2 separate regions of the Mus musculus genome follow, and region 2 is linked to region 1. The links are chromatin contacts, called in public HiChIP or PLAC-seq maps. All regions are on one chromosome and are shown on one strand. Each heading gives the region's core, a stretch centred on a gene start, on an enhancer-like site or on the middle of the called end of the contact. The rest is flanking DNA. Distances are from core to core; before and after follow the strand shown. Region 1 holds the start of Spats2l (spermatogenesis associated, serine-rich 2-like). Region 2 overlaps Spats2l (spermatogenesis associated, serine-rich 2-like).

Region 1 (2,726 bases), core at 106-2,605:
TTTTATCCAGAAGGCAACTTTTTAAAGAGTTCTTTCAAAATATTTTTTTCTACTACTTGAATAGTCTTTTTCTATTTCTGACTTCCTGTCCTTTCTTTTCTCTGCCATACTGCACATTTGCTTACTCTCTGGAAACAGAGTCTGAGTAGCAATGAATGCTCCTCTAAAACAAAATTGAATGACGGTATAAAGACCGCACGACCTTACTCTATCTCTGCACAAATTCTAAAATTTCCGTGTCCCTCTCCCCTTTAAAATCTTCGGGGCTGCAAAGGGGTCAGATACTTTAGTATTTTAAATAAGCAAGTGAAATATTACATGTGTTTTATGGAAGGAAAGGACGGCGCTGTGGTTGAAGTTCAAGGGTTTTTCGCTAGTCTCACACTATAGAGATTGTGCTGCACTCAAAGCAAAATGCTGTCTACAAAGAATCTTTAATGAGTGTGTCAGGTCTCCACAACCTTGGCACCTGCTAAAAACCAGGACTGCTGTGAGCCGAAAACCCATCAAGTTCACAAATGCCGACCCTACTGCGCACTGGAAGGCTCCACTCGCAAGGAGGAAGGAAAGGATGGGAGGTTTCCGTCGCATTCCCGTCCAGGTGAAGGCTGGATCCTTCACCCCGGTGTCCGCAGTAAACACGGAACTCCCAGCAGAGCGCCAGAAGCTCTGCTATCTCCCCAGATGCGCAAAACTCAAGTTGTCTCCGCGACTCAGAAACGACCCTCGCTCCGGGCTGCAGTCCGCGGCGCCCGCGGGCTCCGGGGGGCTTTTCTGCCCAGACCCTGCAATGACATCGCTCGGTCCGGCGGCCTGGGCGCCCCCTCCCGCCTGCCCTGCGCGCCCTCGACGCGCGCACGCGAACGCTGGGACCCGATCCCGCCGGTGCCGAGGGGTGCGGGGCGCTCGGGACCTGCGGCCCCGCTCCGGGCAGGCAGATCGGCGGCGCGGAGCTGGAGCGCAGGGGGGCGCCCGCGTGGAGCAGGGCAGGCCGAGTCCGCGATCGGTTCCGCCGCTGTCCCCACCACCCGCCGGGGGAAGGCAAGGACCGCGACCTCCGCGTCCGGTCGGCCAAGCTCGGGCCACACCCAGTGCCCCGGGAGGCGGCCTTCGGGCGCTCGGCTGGTCGATCGCCCCCACCCTGGCCACGCAGGCCCTGGTGAGCCGCCCGACCCGGGGACCCGGGCTTACCTCGTTGCGAGCGCGGCTGCTCTGTCCCGGGCCGGGGCGCGGCGCTGGCGGCCCCTGCAGCGCGGAGAGCGAGCTGAGGGAAAGCGGCGGTAGGGCCGCTGGGCCGCTGGGCAGGCTGGATTCCTTCACTGCCTCAACTCCGCGCCGCCAGCCCCACGCAGGGACACTCCCGCCCGCGCAGCCGCCCCCTCCCGGCGGCCGCCCGCCCCTCCGTGTCACTCACCAGGAGCACACACCCCGCCGGCGCCCCTCGCTCGGGCTTGCACACACGCCGCCGATCACGCCTCCCTGGGTTTTGTATCCGCTCACACGCACGTTCTGACACGGATCCTGTCCCTCCACACGCCCTCCCTAGCTCCTTTCCCACCCTACTTTCTAGAAGAATCCCCCATACAGCTTCAGCACTTCATTGGCTTGCCCCGCACCAACCTTCTCCCCTTCCCCTCCAAACCTCCACCTACCCTAAACTGCCCACTACTGTCCAAACACTGGGTACTACCCGCGTGAGGAGCAAGAGAATCGCTCTTCCCTACCCAGGAAAACGAACTTTGCTGCCCCAGCACCGTCTGCAAAGGCGAGATGCTTCTCCGGACAGAAGGTAGTAATGCTTTCTGGGAGTGAGCCAAGCTCAAATGTAAACAAAGATAGCTTATTCGGAAAAGCCGCGGAAAATCAGGCCCTGGGATGAGCTCTGGGGGCTCAGCCCGACCTTTGAAATCAGACTGAGCTGAAGTGTTTTGGCTCCTCGTCTTCACTCCGGGTCTCACGCGGGCATCTAATCGTGCGTGATCACCCACTGAGCTGCCCTGAGCTACCCAGTGGCAGCGGCTGGTGATGTTTCTGCCTGGGAGTGCAGTAGTTGGGAGAGGAAAGGCAAGCATTATTCATGATGGACGCACTTTAGATCGCACACCTCTTCCAGAGGCAGCAGAGGGAAATGCAGGCTGCTCTCAGGTTTATTTTTGAAGGGTAACTTCCTAGCCGCCCTTTCTCTGAGCAGTAACTGTTCCTTGGGTGAGTGGGGTGGGGGGCTTCCTGGCTCTCAGCCCTCTACAAATATCAAATCAGTCGGTTTCGCCTCTCAAGCTCAGAACAGCGGAATTGTATTCCATTTAAGGGAGTCGTTATTTGAAACGAATTACACTTTCAGGTAACATTCGGATCTACAATACATCATAGCCCAGTTGACAAAGGTCACTCTGATTAAAAGAAGAGATGAAAGGAAATAACTCATTTTCTTACCTGACTGGGAGTTTTCTCCCACCCCATAGGCTGGATTGGTGAATGAGTGTGCTTTATTTAGTATCTGATCCAACCCTTCAGATAAACTCAGTGGGTAGGTATGTTTTTTTTTCGCTTATTTGCAAATAAAGAAAGGAGACAAAAAGTTAAATAGCTTGTCTAAGTTTTCAACTAGTAACTAGAGGAAGAATTTGAACCCAGTCTGGCCCAACCTTTGTGCAGACGGAAAAGCCAGCTTCTGTACAAGTCAAGGACAAATGCCACCCTATTGCTTATTGAATTTGAAAGAATTA
Region 2 (2,726 bases), core at 115-2,614, 120 kb before region 1:
AGCTGCACAACTCCGCCACAAGCAGAGGCTAAGGCTGATGAATCCCCTACATGGAAATGAGCCAAGAACTTAGGTGATAAAATAATAATTAAAGAGGAACCGAAAAGGTGATTACGTGCTTTAAAATAACAACAAAATGTGTGTTCATATGCGAGTACATGATCTTGGCTCTCTATAAAGTGTTATATCATTAAGTTTTTAAAGAAAGCAAAAACCTATGGTTGTAATTAGAAGGCTTCTCTAAGTTGCATACTAAGTTTAAATTCGAAAAAAGAATTGGCTGCTGAGGCCCCCACACCCTGGCATGAGACACTGAAGAAGCTGGAGTTGGGCTGCAGTGTCGGCTTTTCAGATGCTTACATTATAGCATGGTCTCAGATGAAGCCCCCACACAGCAACCATGCCTTCAGGTAGGTAGCCTTCATGACTTTTGGAATCTCCAATCATCCTGGTGCCTTAGTTTTATGCTGGCTTATCGTCTATTTTCCTCACCCAACAGAGGACACAAACTCCCCAGGAGGAAAAGCATGGTCACCTGGCTCATCTCCAGTATAAAAACACCCGGCATGCATCAGATGCTCAGAAATATGTGCTCCTGGACTAAAGCAGCACCACGGTGCTGGCCTCTATGTCAGGGACGTGCTAAGCACACCACAGAGCTCATTCATTGTTCACCCAAACCTTGGAACAGTTAGACTTTTCTGTTGTGCAGGGGAATAAGATGAAACACAGAGCACGTAACTTTTCCAGGGTCACATACCCGTAACTGAACAAGACCGGGGTTTGAACCCAGACATTTCCACTGCTAGACACGCCAAGTCTTCTTGCTCCTGATATATTATGCCATTTGACTTCATGGCCTTAGCTTCATTATGAAAGTTCTAGGCTAGCAGCTTTCCTGTTGATCTCTTCTAATCCTCTGGCCCAACTCAGGGCTTAGAGGAGCAGGAGAGATCACATTGGAGCTCCTGCCAATAGTAACACGGAAAAAAAAATCTGCTTGGAAACACAAAACAGTGCTAGGGTGTTTGCAGTTGCAGCAAGCACAAAGGGGCACAAACAAGCACATTATGAAATAACAAGCCCCCCATCTTTCTTGTTTGGTTTATTCCACTTTGAGAGCGAGGAGGCAGTTCTGTGCCCCTCACGGAGTTTGTATTGTATAGGACAGCAGAGACATGGATAGGGGCAGACTGTAGACTGAGTTGTGGAGGCCAACACAGCAGGGAGTCCTCCTTTGTGACAAACAGGAAAAGAAGATGTGGATTCCCAGAAAGCTTTCAGGATGAGAGATACAATACAAGGGAAGCTGTTGGTGGCCACCGTCCCTCTCCTCCCCTCCTCCATGGGCATGTGTCCAGCTGGAGAAAGAGAGAGGAATGTGATTTCCTATTCTAGCCCAAACAGAGATAAGGCTCGAAATCAGAGAAGGAGGAAGGCTTGGGTGAAACCAGACTCCAAGGTGTTTAGACATTTAGATTGGAGGCCTTAGGGGGTAAAAATTACTATCTTTAGTGCTGCTCTTAGTGAAGAATAAACCTCTGTCTCCTTGCCTGACTTAAGATTTGAAAACAGGATGGTTTTGATTGGACTGTGTAAAGGATCTGAGCTGTTATTAAAACTTCTAAAATATAGAAGAAAAAAACCCCAAAAGACAAAAAACAAACTACACTCAGGCTTAAACGCCCTCTGAATTCCAAGCTATGTGCTGACACACAGTCCCGGCCCAAATGACAGCGCTATATTTACAGCCTGAAGGACAGGGGCTCTGGGTGGTGATTTTTCATGTAGGAAGTCACACTAACACCCCTCAGACGCCTGCATACATCTTAACTTAAAGCTAACTTTCCCCGTGCCAGCATAATGATTCTGTTTAAGACTTTTTTAAAAAGTGAGATCCTGAATGTCAAGGTGTTATAAAAAGATAAAACACACCTTGCACATGTCCATAGCCTCCTGCCCGGCGGGGCGTTCAAGGCAAGCTTTGTTGAGCCAGTTTCATTACCGGAGAGCCTGATAAATGTACCGCCACGAGTAGCCTGAAGAGTTCTTTCAGGCTCATGCTGTGAACCCACTCAAGCACAGAATATCATTATATGGCTTTGTTACTATTACTTTTTTCTAATTTTTCAATTATACATTTTAAAAATTTTATTTTTAGGAATTAGAGAGCTCATGGCTTTAGCATTAACTCTGCACTGCAATGTAGACGGGCCGCAGGGAGTCAAGTTTTGCCAACTAGAGGAGGTAAAGAGACTGTTAGTCCCTTGACCTCTCCATCCAAGGAGCCTAGGTTTCCCCATGAAAACAGGGTTTAAGGGTCTGTCTCATCCTTCCTTTTCAAAAAAGAGGTGTAGAGTATACAAGTTCTGGCATCCACCTGCGATTCGTTTATCAATGGGCCTAGAATTTCTGATAGATTGAACAAGCATTTTAGTCATTTAACAGTTTGGCATCAACTTCACGATGGACCTTTATTATCTTTGGGAGATAAAAACCTAACCAGTTACAAACATGTTTTAAAATTTATGATCACAGCATGTGGGATGCTCATGGAGTAGGCCCTTGACAAACTCACCTAATGACTTCCCGCCACTCATTCTTCACTAGAAAAGATGACATAGAGCATAAAGATTTGTAAGGAGCCAGTGACAAAAACAAATAATATCTTCCGGTTAAACTCGCAGGAACAAAAGGATACAGGAATCACACTTGGTACAACCAAC

The links. HiChIP or PLAC-seq counts read pairs in DNA pulled down with a chosen protein or histone mark.
Region 2: a contact with region 1 is called in an H3K27ac HiChIP or PLAC-seq map of heart atrium, with 10 read pairs. The contact joins the enhancer-like site here to the promoter of Spats2l in region 1. A contact is called at or near these places in 8 of 39 promoter capture datasets (the 3T3-L1 cell line, cranial neural crest, embryonic stem cells and 4 more), 6 of 484 Hi-C or Micro-C datasets (the AML12 cell line, cardiomyocytes, cortical neurons and 2 more), 13 of 115 datasets of contacts at active chromatin or transcription factors (embryonic forebrain, embryonic hindbrain, embryonic limb bud and 6 more) and 2 of 9 other capture datasets (adipose tissue and liver).

Annotation. Positions count from the first base shown.
Region 1 is chr1:57,773,490-57,776,215 of GRCm38.p6, reverse strand. Spats2l (spermatogenesis associated, serine-rich 2-like) reads right to left here and starts at 1,355. Exons shown (of 14, transcript NM_144882.4): 1 at 1,192-1,355.
Region 2 is chr1:57,889,014-57,891,739 of GRCm38.p6, reverse strand. All of the region lies in intron 7 of Spats2l (spermatogenesis associated, serine-rich 2-like), which reads right to left. Among named protein-coding and RNA genes, the nearest start is that of Kctd18, 80 kb to the left of the region's middle. Within about 2 kb of position 1,364, at least 50 of the 459 cell types and tissues checked have an H3K27ac peak or open chromatin away from gene starts, as enhancers often do. A contact at or near this core is called in cardiomyocytes, embryonic stem cells, extraembryonic endoderm stem cells and 4 more, where this site is marked.